2 separate regions of the Capra hircus genome follow, and region 2 is linked to region 1. A link is a contact called in public Hi-C data. All regions are on one chromosome and are shown on one strand. The core of a region is the stretch at or near the end of the contact, and the rest is flanking DNA. Distances in the headings are between cores, read along the strand shown.

Region 1 (7,349 bases), core at 1,852-4,351:
TGTACACGTTAGTGTCCTCGAACACGCAGCTCATCTTCTCCTGGCTGAGCTCGCAGATCTCCAGCAGCTCACTAGGGGGTGCTGTGGAGTCAAGGAACCAACCGGCCTGGCAGTTCACGAGGACGCTTCCCAAGGGCGGGGGGCGGGGAGGGGGCGAGGGGGGAGGGGGCGAAGGGGGAGAGAGGGAGGGGGGGAGGGGGGAGAGAGGGAGGGGGGGGAGAGAGGGAGAGGGGAGGGGGGAGGGGGCAGGGGGCGGGGAGCAGCGGAAATGGGGCAAGGAGTTACTGTTTTGCCCACTCCATCCCCAGCTACACCGTCTGAAAAAGTAAATTACAGAAAGGCAAGCAAGTGAAAGGACTCATATTTTTCTGGAAGGAAAAAAAATCTAGGAAAAACGGAAGACCTCAGCTGTTAAACACAACTAAAGAATTTTAGCCACAGGGAACACAGCCTTCCTTCAGCTGTGAACAATGTTGATTAGAATAAAAAAAATCTTCAATCTTCTGGTTAAATCTAAATCCTCACCCAAGCTGGGAACTTTCGCTAAAGCTCTTAAGGAAGCGTTCTCCAACACAGGAAAGCTCTTTCTTACGCTCAGGAAAAAAAAAAAAAAGCCTTTCTTTAATTCCCTTTCACTGGTTTCCTTTCTTCAGTACAAATCTACCCAAGAAAACGCTATAATATGGTGGTTAAAAATATGGATTGTGCTGGCAAACCTGGGGCAAAACCTTGCCCTGCTGAACAGCGTGCCCTGGGCAAATGACCTGCTACCTATAAGCCTGTTTCCACCTGTTACACAGCAAAACCCTCAGTAAGGTGCCTTGCCCAAAGGAAGATACTCGATCAGTAAGGGTCTTCAAGGAACTGTTCTCCACTTTTAGAAAATAAAAGCCGTCCACCAGGATGAGCTCCTGAGCAAACTAGTCCAACACAGAAAAATAAGGGCAACATTGGGAAACACTGACGCAGCTGACTACAGGTCGTGGATGGCCAGGAAGTCTTCACCCTGGCCATCCTTTGATAGGAAACGTCTTGCCTTCGATACTCAGAAACCCACCCTTCTCCTGCTTCCGGTGCCCAGCTCGCCAACGCCCCCTGTAAGACCGGGAAGGTTGCAAAGGATATATTTGTAGTGCTTGGCTCGCCGGAACTCCTCAATGACATTGCGCGCATATCTGACCATGTCGCGGATGGTTTCTGCCTTCGGGGGGTCGTTCAGCTTTCGAATTTCCACCTTGGCCTTATCCTGAGGGAGATGGCCATAGGTTACTTCCCACGGAAACCATACTGATGGGTGAATCTCTCAAATAGAACATTTCCCCACCCAGAGGGACAGGCTTGCCCCTTCTAAGGTTACGAAAGAATGAAAGGGAATCAGGCAGCGGGCAAGTTCGATACTCATTTCCTACTCACAGAAAGACAATACTACTCATTTTTGAGGTGCCCCTTATCGAGGCAGGACACCTGCCTCGATGTTTGCTGTGGGCAAATATGTCTTCACACATCTATGAAGTCAAGGGAATAAAGTAAGGAGGGAGGCACCGACAAGGTAACCTGGGTGACGTCCGAGAAAATTCTGTGGAGTCTGGTGAAGAATGGGAAAGCTGGAGAGTGCTGTCCACCTCCTTGTGGGTGGACCTCGCTGCTCATCTTTCTCCCTCCCCTCTCTTTGGAGCATCCATTTCTTTTAAAGAAATAGCAATTTGGCGAATCCTTCTCTTATTTGTACAATGTGATGGAAATGTTTTCATCAGCTCGGAGAATCAAGTTGGAACAGAGACCTGGTCTGACTGGATCCCCTGGGCTGTGCTAGTAAAGCAGGTTTAAAGGCTCAAAAACACGAGGAGACGCCCAACTCAGGCAGGGGTGCTCGCTTGGCAGAAAGGTCCTGAGAGAGAGCCAAGTCAGCATCTGTGCTGGGAGAAGGTGCTGACCTTGTCTTTGGTGGTGCACTCCCGGCATTCACAGGTGAAGAAATAAGAATCTCTTAACCGGTCATTCCTATCTTCCGTTGGGTACAGGAGGTCAATGTAGCTGGTAAAAACCTAAAGTGAAAAAATGAAAGCATTAGTTGCTCAGTCATGTCTGGACTCTTTGTGACCCCAAGAACTGCCACCTACCAGGCTTCCCTGTCCATGGAATTCTCCAGGCAAGAACACTGGAGTGGGTTGCCATTTCCTTCTCCAGGACCCAGGGATCGAATCCCGGTCTCCTGCACTGCAGGCAGATTCTTTACCGTCTGAGACACCAGAGAAGCCCGATAAAAACCTAAGGGAATCTGAAAAGTTGGTTTGCCACAGGCCAGCTCACGCTGTGTCCTCCTTGTTTGGCTCTGCAGACACTCCTGATGGTGGCTGTGAGGAGGGCCACAGCTCAGCATACAATCTTCACCCTAACACACTGAATTCCTTCAACTGGTGCTGCTAGTGTTGTCCACCTCCTCTTACAGAATCAAAGGGTCCCTAAAGTGGTAAGTTGGAGGATTCAGAGCAGCCCTGCCTCCCTCCTCCGCAGAGAGTGAGCTGGGCTTTGGCCCAGCAGTGGACGCCCTTGTGGAAGGGAAGCAAAGGGCACCATCAGCAAAGAGTCTGCTTGGCCTTGGGATGGGGCCTCTGCTGTCTCCGCTTGGCCTTTGTTAGGCGTCTTTTATCTCACGACCTGGGATGGCTCACATGCACTGCTGGGTGGGTGGTGGGGAAGCATGAACGCGCATATGTGGACACACACACACACACACTTCCCTTTATCCTGCCACCAGCTGGCGATGGAGCAGGAAGTCAGATCAGCAGGCTGGGACAGGTCAGTGCAGGAGGACACAGCTCCTAGGCCACCAGCCCGCTGCTGCCTTACCCAGCCAGGCCGGAAAACCTGGAAAAGTCGTACCTTTGGGCTCATCAAGGCCGCCTGTCCTTGCTTTTTCCTAACAGTCTCTATAGCTGAGACCTGGAGCATATGGAGGAGGCTGGCATTTAACTGCCCATTATCTACTCATGGGGACAGCACTGGCGGCTCGTCCCACACCATCAGGCAAACGTCTGATGGAACAGATGGGTGTCCCACAGCCGTCACTGTGCCAGTCACCTCGGGTGCTGGCAGGCAGGCCGGGGCGGGGACCCACACGAGCTGGGTGCTCACAGGTGCCCCGAGCTCTCCCCAGCCCGGAGGGCAGAAACGGAGACCCCTGGCTCATCGGACACCCCAGCAAATGGCTTCCTCCCCTTTGAAGGGCAGGTCACCCCCAAAGCAGCAACTCCCCCCACAAATGCGGAGGGTGACTTTCTGATGGGTGACAGCTGCTGCTGCTGCTGCTGCTGCTGCTAAGTCACTTCAGTCGTGTCCGACTCTGTGCGACCTCATAGATGGCAGTCCACCAGGCTCCCCCGTCCCCAGGATTCTCCAGGCAAGAACACTGGAGTGGGTTGCCATTTCCTTCTCCAATGCATGAAAGTGAAAAGTGAAAGAGAAGTCACTCAGTATTGTCCGACCCTCAGCAACCCCATGGACTGCAGCCTTCCAGGCTTCTCCATCCATGGGATTTTCCAGGCAAGAGTACTGGAGTGGGGTGCCATGCAAAATCACAGGAAGGAGGCCTGTTCTGCCCGGTGGCCAGAGCCCACCTCAGCGCTTCGAAATGACTGATGGGCACGGGGTGCAACAGACAGAAGGGCCCAGAAGAGGGCGACAGAGGCCGCTCAGCATCACAGCTCATGGTCCAGACACAGCCAGGGCAGGTGACAACGTGCTCCAGGCAGTCCAGGAGCAGGGGCTTGGGGACTTAGGTTCTGGCTGATAGGCGTCGGCTGTTTTAACAAGAGGTGCTGGGGCAGCCTCCACAAGACATTCATAAACTGAGACACCCGGGTCCTCAACAGGGTGCCCCCTGCAGGACGCATTTCCTATAGGACGGCAAGTCTGATCTGTACATGGGACCTGCGGTCCCAGTTCAGCTGTGGCTTATTGAACACCACCCAGAGAAATGGAGGCTTTGATCATTTTGCCACACTAATCATATTGAAAAGATTCTAAATATCCAGACATGTAACTTAAAAAAACAGCGGTAGTGTTAGTCACTCAGTCACGTCCATCTCTTTGTGGCCCAATGGACTGTAGCAGTCAGGCTCCTTGGTCCATGGAATTCTCCAGACAAGAATACTGGAGTGGGTAGCCATTGCCTTCTCCAGGGGATCTTCCCAACCCAAATTATTTTAAGTGAAATGTATTTAAAGTGATTACATTGCCTAAAAATTCAAGTGTCTTGTTATGGACATCAGGATTTAAGAACGTATTGTATACATCTGGTCGGAGAAGGCAATGGCACCCCACTCCAGTACTCTTGCTTGGAAAATCCCATGGACAGAGGAGCCTGGTGGGCTGCAGTCCATGGGGTCGCTAAGAGTCGGACACAACTGAGCGACTTCACTTTCACTTTTCACTTTCGTGCACTGGTGAAGGAAATGGCAACCCACTCCGGTGTTCTTGCCTGGAGAATCCCAGGGATGGGGGAGCCTGGTGGGCTGCCATTTATGGGGTCGCACAGAGTTGGACACGACTGAAGCAACTTAGTAGCAGCAGCATACATCTGGTAAGGGCTGGTCAGCATTTTCAAGGGGAGACACCTGACGCGGTGGTTGTGGAACCACACGGCACAGGACAGAAGGGAATCGCTGAGCAGGCTCGCCCCCTACCCCGAGGCTGGGAAGGGCAGCTCGTGGTGGCCCTGACCGCAGACTGCCTCTCCCCACCCCATCTGAATTCCATCCCCAGGAAGGGAACTGTCTCAAGGGCAGAGGTGCAGGGGATGTGATGTGAACACACCATGTGTCATCTGGGGCTGTAACTCATTAGCTACTGCTGGGTTGCTTTGCTCTTTGGGGGGAAGAAAAACAGGCCGAAATTCATGAATCAAAAGTAAACTCCATTATTTGGAAATGGGAACTCAGAGCCTCTAAGATTTCATCATGGTTATTTTGGCAGTCTCGTTTCTCTATAAATCTCTGTAGATCTTTGTGAGGAACTTTATTCGAATTTAATCTTCCTTGTCCACCCCCCCCCACCCCTTTGGCCACAGCTTCCCAGGTGGCGCTAGTGGTAAAGAACCCACCTGCCAATGCAGGAGATGTAAGAGACATCTAGGTTCAGTCCCTGGGTGGGGAAGATCTCTTGGAGAAGGGCATGGCAACCGACTCCAGTATTCTTGGCAGAGAATGCCATGGACAGAGGAGGCTGGTGGGCTACAGTCCATGGAATCACAAAGAGTCAGACACAACTGAGCGACTAACACTTTCACAGGTAGACACGGTGAGCACCCAGCGGGAGCGAAAAGTATGGACTCCACGCCACAGGTCTGATCCTGAACCCGGAGGACCCGAGGATGGTACCCACCGCCACAGCCACCCTGAGCCACACACTCACCTCCTCTCCCGGGTGGATTTCCTGCACAGCTCTGACTTCGGCCAGGGTCCCCTTGTAGGTCACAATGACATTGGGGCAACAACTATGATTCATCAGTGCAACACTGTCAATCAGAAGAGAAAACCCAACATTCTCAGGAGGCAGATGGACTGCTTAGGTAACTCCATGGCCACTTACTTGCTAAGTTATGGAAACTGTGTCTTTGCAGGACATTAAAAAAAAAAAAACTAAGAGCTGGTCTAAGGGGCTGTTCTGCATGCATTTATAACAAGATCTAACATCTTAAATTGGAACAATAGTGAAAAGTGAAATCTGCAGTGCAAAATAGTGATATCTAAGCCAAAAACAAAGAAAAAATAAAAACACATAATAAAGAGTGAAAACAACAAATGCCTTCCTGTTAGATGTAGGACTCAAAACTCAACACCCACAGCGAACTGCTCCTCCACCGGACACTGTGCAAGACAAACAGGCTGTCGTTGCCAAGCAGGTTTTATATCAGAGGATGACTTCTAACATGCTGTCTTCAGATGTTGAGAAATCACCACTGGGGGAGACGCCCGGCTTCCTGAGTGAGGGTGTGGGATCCCCCGAGAGACCCGGAGGGGCCCGTCTGACTCTCTGCAACCTCCATCTCCTCATCTGGAAAATTGGGCCATCAGTCGCTCCTGCTGCTCGCGGGTCGCTTTACAAGGGACAGTGGGGACAGACAGTCGCCTACGCGAGGGCTTTGAGCTTTCTGGTTATATCAAGGTCAAAGTTCTGAGAACAGAAATTTCTAAACTACAGGGGAAGAGTGCTTGATCTCTGAAAACGCTGCCTTTGAAATCACAATGTTGATATGATTCTCAGCAAAAGGAATTTTTCCCCCCCAATTAAAACTGGAAACTGGGACTCAGAGGGGCACTCAGATCCACGTGTACAGCGGCTCTGGTGGCCGGGGTCACCTGCCTGGACCCTCCACGACCAGAACCCATTCTCCTGTTTGCTCCGTGAAGATAAAAAAAAGCGAGAGGTTGGAAACGGTGCAGAAGAACCGCCCCAGGTTGCTGTGTCTGGGGAAGCCACTGCTAGAAGTTTCGATGAAGGGTGGGGCTGGCCTGGGGCCGGACGCGCAGGGGTTTCCTGTCTTGTCTGCGGGAAAGGTCATCTCCACCCTCCTTCCTGGCCCACCTGGCTCCCTGGCAAGTCATGCACAGGGAATCAGGCCCTAGGAAATAAACAAATGCCCCAGACACTGTTCTCAACACTTTGTTGTTGGTGTTTAGTCGCTCAGCCATGTCTGACTCTTTGCGACCCCATGGACTGCAGCCTACCAGGCTCCTCTGCCCATGGGATTTCCCAGGCAAGAGTACTGGAGTGGGTTGCCCTTTCCTTTTCCAGGGGATCTTTCTGACCCAGGGATCAAACTCCTGCATTGGCAGGTGGATTCTTTACCTCTGAGCCACCAGGGAAGAAGTATTAAGTAACCAAGCTCAAAATAGACCGCTGGCTATCTTTCTCATGAAGGCAGGGGAGCTGCCTGAAGGCAGACCTGACCTAACTCATGTTCTGGGTGCCGTGTTCTCGTGGCAGCTGCTGGGGTGAAGCCTCAGACACCACCATGCTGAGCCTGGTTTTCACTCTTTCAGATACAAGAGGAGACATTCTAGGGCTCGTTTTAGGGCTGAAGTAGTCAACGCAAGCCGTCTAAAGAGGTCTAGTCACCTTTCTCTGTTCTCCTTCCTCTTCTCAAGGGCAAAAGCCCTAAAGAACCTCTCCTGAAACCATTTCTTCCCTCCCTGTCGGAAATCCAAATGCAGACAATTTTGGCCATAGAAACAGTAATATGACGGGAATACACTGTTCGTTTCTCTGGTTCGAGAAAGCCTGTGTAGCTTCTCAAGAGACATGCCCCTAACAAAGTTTTCTCTTTTGGACCTATATGATGCATGGAG
Region 2 (7,349 bases), core at 2,815-5,314, 120 kb after region 1:
GGAAAGCATACACCAAATGCGTGTTTATCTTATGATTGGATCGTTTATTTTCTTTTTGTTGTATTTTACCTAGTGTCTTTGGGGGTAACTTCCTATAGGAGGTGATATGGACTAAGCTCATAATTTGAATTCAGATCCTAAAATGGAGGGAGAAGGTTTAAAACAAAACCAACTTTTGGTGATATCTGGTTTAGTTTAAACCAAAGGTAGAAAAGTGAAAGCGTTAGTCGCTCAGTCATGTCCAGCTCTTTGTGACTCCATGGACTGTAGCCCTCCAGGCTCCTCTGTCCATGGACTTCTCCAGGTGAGAATACTGGAGTGGGCAGCTGACCCTTCCCCAGGGGATCTTCCTGACCCAGGGATGGAACCTGGGTCTCCTCCATTTAGGCAGACAGAAAGGATACTTCATAAGGAGCAGCAGCTAATGGGATTAGGTTAGTCCTGAAGGGTCATCAGAAGTGGGCAACAAGAAGCAGAACTTCTTCCTGACTGTTTCCTTCCACAGAAACCATCCCAGAACTGTGGGCCTCAGTGGCCTTCAGTTTAGTCTTGCTCATTCCCCTTCCACAAATATTAATAACAGGGCCAGCCTTGCTATTTCTGCATCCTCTGTTCAATGCCTTGCTTGAGCAGAAGGTAGTATGGAGAAAAAACAGAACAAAGCTCTAGGACGTTTTCTGTGGTTCAAAGGACTTATGTAATTTTTTTTTCGTGCCCACTTGCTCTGTTCCCAACATCTACAGATGGCATCCACTCTGAGCGTGGTACTGAACTGTTCCCCATAAGAGAAGTCAAAAAGGGCAATCATAGTGATTCTAAGGAAATTCTTGTGAAATGAATGGATGGAGGGTCAGCACAACAAATCCATGTAAGCAGATAGCCGCAAATGTGTATGATTTCTGTATGGACCGAGCTCTTTCAAAGACAGTCTTCCAGGTTGGACCTGGGAGGGTGCTCGGGGCAGTTTTGTTGAAATTGTATCCCAATCTGCCTCCCGGCGCTGATGCTTCCTCCCTGGGCTACTGGTGCTTGGGATGTATGGCCCTTTTCAAGTAAATAATGTTCCAGAAGTGTCCATGGGAACCTTGACTCTCGTACATGAGCATAACAACAGTGAGTTTTAACCTTACTTGTAGAAAACCCCCTTCTTAGGGAACGGGTTGTGCTGCGCTTAGTCGCTCAATTGTGTCTGACTCTTTGTGACCCCAGGGACTGTAGCCCGCCAGGCTCCTCTGTCCATGGGGATTCTCCAGGCAAGAATACTAGTGTGGGTTGCCATGCCCTCCTCCAGGGGATTCCCAACCCAGGGATCAAACCCAGGTCTCCCACTTTGTGGGTGGATTCTTTACTGTGTGAGCCATCAGGGAAACCCAAGAATAATGGAGTGGGTAGCCTATCCCTTCTCCAGGGGATCTTCCCAACCTAGGAACCGAACCAGTGTCTCCCGCATTGCAGGCGGATTCTTTACCAGCTGAGCTACCAGGGAAGTTACTTTGCACTGAAAGTGTGGACTTTTCTCCTTAGAACCTTTGTGGTTGCCAGATCTGCCACGTGAATGGTGCAGAGAACCTGTTGACATCTGTGAAGGATGTTATTTCATCCGAATTACCCTTCTGGAATACTGCTGTTTAGGGACAACTTTCATGCCATTTCATTGCTCAGGAAAGCACTTGTGATACAGATTAAGTTTCTAAACTTAAATGTAGACATTGAGTTTCTGTCACTCTTTAAACTTAATTGTAGACAAAAATCCAGCATGATACATAAATAGCCAAGCTTCCCCAAGTCTTGGCTAACCCCGGGGGCCCTGCAGTGGTTCAAGGACTAAGGGAAGACATTCTCCAGAGGGCAAAGCAGCAGTCTGTCCGCTCGGTGCCATACCTGCCCCAAAGCCTTGTCCATAGTAGCTGCTCAATAATCAGTGAAGCAAGCAAACAGTAAATGCAGTTTAATATCTCTCTTTATCCTCACACATGTTCCTCTCTGCATCAGATTCTGACGCAGCTGGTATTTAATGGACACTTGTTGTGTACAAGGCTCTGTGTTTCAAATTTGTTAGTTCACTTAAGCCTCATAGCCATCCTGTGAGCTTCCTTAAAAGTCAAATCTAATAACTACACTTTTCTCAAACTTTTAGTATAGTGTCAGATATCATCAGTGAGACCTCAGGGCAGCTTAGGGTCAAAATCCCTTTACTAACTCACCTTCAGCTTTCTGGAAGGTTAATGCAGTTCCCTCTTGCAGCCTAACAACAGAGTGCTTCTCTGATAGTCTGAGCTCTGGATTCTCTGGTTTCCATGTACCATCTGTTTTCAAAGCTTAAAAAAAAAAAAGCATTGTAAAAGAAGTAAATATGTTTTAAAAAACTTTCAAAAATGGTACAGAAATATATTTAAATAAAATAACAATATGCCTGGTTCCTGCTCTCTTCCCTGTGTCTTTCTCTGAGAACTCTATTTGCCTTAGGTAGCGGACCAGTCATCACTAGTTTGGAGGTTGTCTGTGTGCTAAGTAGCTTCAGTCGTGTCTGACTTTTGTGATCCCTTTGGACTATAGCCTGTCAGGCTCCTCTGTCCATGGGATTCTCCAGGCAAGAATACTGGAGTGGGTTGCTATTTCCTCTTCCAGGGACTCTTCCCAACCCAAGGATTGAACCACACCTCTTACCTGCATTGGCAGGTGAGTTCTTTTCTACTAGCGCCACCTGGGAAGCCCAGTTCCCAGATATTTTCCTTATTCTAGTGCTATATTAATATTCACACTGCTTTGTAACTTCAGCCTTTATTTCATTTAATGACATGTTGTTCCAATATAATTGGTTTCTATAATTTTCACACAACAGTACGATAAAGATTTTATTCAATTTTCCATAGACTATAAACTAGGAGACACTGGAAGATATCCAGGGACATAAAACAAGCTGCAATAATTTCATGGTCTAAAGATATTGATGATTTCACTCATTTTTAAAAAATGACTGCTAAGTAGTGACTTCATTTCTTGAGTGTGTCTAGGTACCAATTACTGAGCATTATTTTATTTTATTCTCATAAAAACCACATGAGGTAGGTATTTCTATCCCCTCTATATTCTATATGCAGAAATTGAAGTTTTTAAAAAGATTATCATAGTTCATGTAATTGTTAACTAGTCCCTATTAAGGGTCTTCCCTGGGGGCCCAGCAGTAAAGAATCTGCCTGCAATACAGGAGACAGGGTTTGTTCTCTGAGTTGAGAAGATCCTCTGGAGAAGGAAATGGCAACCCACTCCAGTATTCTTGCCTGGGAAATCCCATGGATAGAAGAGCCTGGCGGGCTACAGTCTACAGAGTCACAAAAGAGTTGGACATGACTGAGCGACTAAACAACAGCAACAAGTCCCTATTAAGGCACATTTAATTGAACGTATATTAAATATAATTACTTACTATAGTGTATATATAGTAAGTAATTATATTTTATACATATATATATAGTCTGCAATGAGCATCTACAGGTTAGGGTCCTAGACCCACTTATTCTGTACCTATTTTTAAGAGCTTGCTATGTGCCAGGAAATGTTCTAAGTATTAGGAACACTGTGCTGAAGACAGAGGAGGGCTCTGTTTTAATGGTGCTTATCTGGCAGTGGATAGAAAGATAATAAATAGGCAGATATGTTGGTATGTCAAGATGTGGGCTGAGAATGACAAAGCAGGGCGAGGGAGTGGAGAGCAATAGGGTTTCTGTTTCAGAAAGGGAGGTCAGGGAAGACTTCTCTGAATGAAAGACCTGAACATTGGGCTGAACATCGGAGTTCCCATCACACAGCGAGGGAGAGAACATTCTAGAACAGCAAGTGCAAAAGCCCGAGACAGAAATGTTTCTGGCATGGTCAAAGAGAAAGGAGTATCAAGGATGACGCCGGGTTTGAGACTTTGCTAAAATGCTAAATGGTGGGGCCATTTACTGAGAGGGGGTGGGAGGGGAGAGGCAGCAAGCTCCCGTCTGAGGAGGCGGGGCAGTGAGGAAGGGTCCCTGTGGGGGCTGAGCTTTGCCATGTTTGTCACACAGCTGGGGGCAGGTTCAGATAGGAGCCGCGGGCAGAGGGGCGCTCAGGGCTGGCTACCTGGTTTGGGCACCAGTGGCCAACAGGACACGTTTGAAGACACGGGAGTGGGTGAGTGCACCCAGGGAGTGAGGGAAGCAGAGAAAACTGGGATGTCTGAGTCAAGGCCACGCGGGCATGTTTTTAAATGTTGCCAAATTGCTCCTTTAAAACTTTGGCCAGTTTCCACTTGTTAGTATCCTGGGAGAGAGCTACACTCAAAAGTAAGCTATTTAAATGTGCTTTTGGACTTCTCTGATGGTTCAGTGGTTGGGAATCTGCCAGTGAATGCAGGGGATATGGGTTTGATACCCAGACCAGGAAGACCCCCATGCAACCCCATGGGCAACTAGGCTCACGCACCACAACAACTACTGAACCCACATGCATAGAGCTCTGTGCTCTGCAACCAGAGAGGCCACCGCGATGAGAAGCCCACACAGCCCAGCCAGAGGGTAAGCCGCTCTCAGCACAACAAGAGAAAGCCTGCACACAGGAGTGAAGACCCAGCATGGCCAGAAACAACAAAATAAACTGAATATAGAGAAATAAAGCCTAACGCATTAAAAATGCATTTAATTATAAATAAAATTGAGCCAATTTAACTTATATGCAGAGTACATCATGCAAAATGCTGGGCTGGATGAAGCACAAGCTGGAATCAGAATTGCCAGGAGAAATATCAATAACCTCAGATATGCAGATGACACCATCCTTATGGCAGAAGGCAAAGAGGAACCAAAGAGCCTCTTGATGAAAATGAAAGTGGAGAGTGAAAAAGTTGGCTTAAAACTCAACATTCAGAAAACGAAGATCATGGCATCTGGTCCCATCACTTCATGGCAAATAGATGGGGAAACAATGGAAATAGTGACAGACTTTATTTTTTGGGGCTCCAAAATCACTGCAGATTGTGACTGCAGCCGTGAAATTAAAAGATGCTGGCTCCTTGGAAGAAAAGCTATGACCAACCTAGACAGCATATTAAAAAGCAGAGACATTACTTTGCCAACAAAGGTCCATCTAGTCAAGGCTATGGTTTTTCCAGAAAGCTGAGTGCCAAAGAATTGATGCTCTTGAAGTGTGGTGTTGAAGAAGACTCTTGAGAGTCCCTTGGACAGCAAGGAGATCCAACCAGCCCATCTTAAAGGAAACCAGTCCTGAATATTCATTGGAAGGACTAATGCTGAAGCTGAAACTCCAGTACTTTGGCCACCTGATGCAGAGAACTGACTCATTTGAAAAGACCCTGATGCTGGGAAAGATTGAGGGCAGGAGAAGGGGACGACAGAGGATGAGATGGTTGGATGGCATCACCAACGTGATGGACATGAGTTTGAGCAAGCTACGGGAGTTGGTGATGGATAGGGAAGCCTGGTGTGCTGCAGTCTATGGGGTCACAGAGTTAGACATGACTGAGCGACTGAACTGAACTGATGTTTTATTGGCTATTTTCTCTTTGAAAACCAAAAAAATCCAATGAACTGCATGCCTTTGCCCATATTGCTGATTTAAGAAGGGTTATTGATACACGTTTGATTAATTTACAAGTTCTTAGCCTAAATGTATTTAAGAATATTTGTCCTTTGTCATGTGTTTTGCAGTCTTTTTATTTTGAATTTTAAAACACTTTCTACAGTTGAGAAGATAAAAATTTTATATAATCAAGTTTAGTAATATACTTTCCTTTATAGATTCTGAATTCTCTCTATTACTATTTCAAGAGGTAAACACCTCTTATTAGGTGTTTGCCTATCATTTAGGTAACAGTTATTACTTAGGATGATAATCAAATTCTCTTAGGTTTTTTGCTGTTCTCTCCAGGATGGTTTCAGTTTCTCCTATGTTTGCGGCAGAGCCACTTAGGAAATGAAACCACAGAACTAACTTTCCTAGATCATTTTCCAACAGTGAGCAGCAGGGAAATCAGGAGGAGATAAATAGTGGCGGGCAGACTTTGGGTTGAACCCAGAGCCTGGCATACAGCAGGTGCTTGACATACATTGTTGGAGAAATACACAGATGGCCTTTCTCTTAACTCAACAGGGGTAGAACTCTTCAGACATTGCCAAGGACTTTCCAGACATTATCACTTGCACAGCCCCAAGAGTTCCTGCAGCAGAAAGAGAAGTTGGGAATGAGTCCGGGGGTGGTCAGCACCCGCCAGAGCTGGATGACAGCTTTATAGAGGAAACCGCTGGGACGGTCCATCCTCACGATCCTGGGACTGGGTGGCTGGAGAATTTCAATCAATTACAGTTTTTACTTGGGAGCTAGCTCACTTTGAGGGAGAATTTGTTACTTGAAACAAACTACACTGTAGGCAAAATACGTTTTGTGATGCAAACTGGGAGCCACCTGGGTGTCCCCGCTGTGGCTTCCCGTCCTTTTCTTGTCCGTTTCTGCCATCTACCGGCCACAATGCAAATTACTCCGGGTTTCTTGAGATTCTACCTAAGAGGAAGGGCGTTTTATTCCTGTACCTTCTCAATCTGAAATGCAATTTCCCAGATAGGTTGTGCTGTAATTCACCAAGATCCAAAATGTATTTCTCCGCAAGTCATAGTTCCGAGGGGACTGAATTATCTGTTTATTCATTCGCTTTATTAGTTTAGTTTTGTCAGAGAGGCAGTGTTTGAATTCTGACCACCTGTGTTTAAATCCGGCCACTTCCCTAGTGGCTCAGACAGTAAAGAATCTGCCTGCAATGTGGGAGACCTAGGTTCGATCCCTGGGTTGGGAAGATCCCCTGGTAAAGTGAATGGCTACCCACTCCAGTATTCTGGCCTGGAGAATCCCATGGATAGAGAAGCCTGGCAGGCTACAGCCCATGGGGTCGAAAAGAGCTGGACAGAATGGAGAGACTTTCACTTCACTCCTACATTGGCAGGTGAGTTCTTTACCACTGAGCCACCAGGGAAGCCCCTTCCTTAGTTTAGGCACGCATTAGTTTGGAACATAGCGAATTCCATAAATTAGTTATTACTTATAACCTATGCCCAATATTTGCAGAGAAATTTTGTTTCCAAACTGTTTCCATTTTATCTCTTGAGACTCAGCTCAAGAGCTGCAGCTTCCATTTTGGAGCTTTCCTTCACACTTCCTTCTGGAATAATCCATTATCCCTCTGAGTTCCTATAGCACAGTGTCTAGACCTTTCTTGGACTGATGATTTTCACTTTGGAATCTAAACCTGCCTGGCCATGTACACTGCTAGATCTCCATGGGAAAGAGCCAGTCTGATTCATCACTGTGTCTCTCAC

The links. A called contact is a pair of places that touch in the nucleus more often than the background predicts.
Region 2: a contact with region 1 is called in a Hi-C map of liver, with 4 times the contacts expected there. The contact joins two enhancer-like sites. A contact is called at or near these places in 3 of 5 Hi-C or Micro-C datasets (blood and liver).

The regions. Positions count from the first base shown.
Region 1 is chr16:67,880,135-67,887,483 of ARS1.2, forward strand. SMYD2 (N-lysine methyltransferase SMYD2) reads right to left here. Exons shown (of 12, transcript XM_018060735.1): 7 at 5,413-5,515; 8 at 1,935-2,045; 9 at 1,126-1,246; 10 at 1-78. Among named protein-coding and RNA genes, the nearest start is that of SMYD2, 45 kb to the right of the region's middle. Within about 2 kb of position 3,102, at least 1 of the 5 cell types and tissues checked has an H3K27ac peak or open chromatin away from gene starts, as enhancers often do.
Region 2 is chr16:67,995,072-68,002,420 of ARS1.2, forward strand. No RefSeq gene overlaps it. Among named protein-coding and RNA genes, the nearest start is that of SMYD2, 70 kb to the left of the region's middle. Within about 2 kb of position 4,065, at least 1 of the 5 cell types and tissues checked has an H3K27ac peak or open chromatin away from gene starts, as enhancers often do.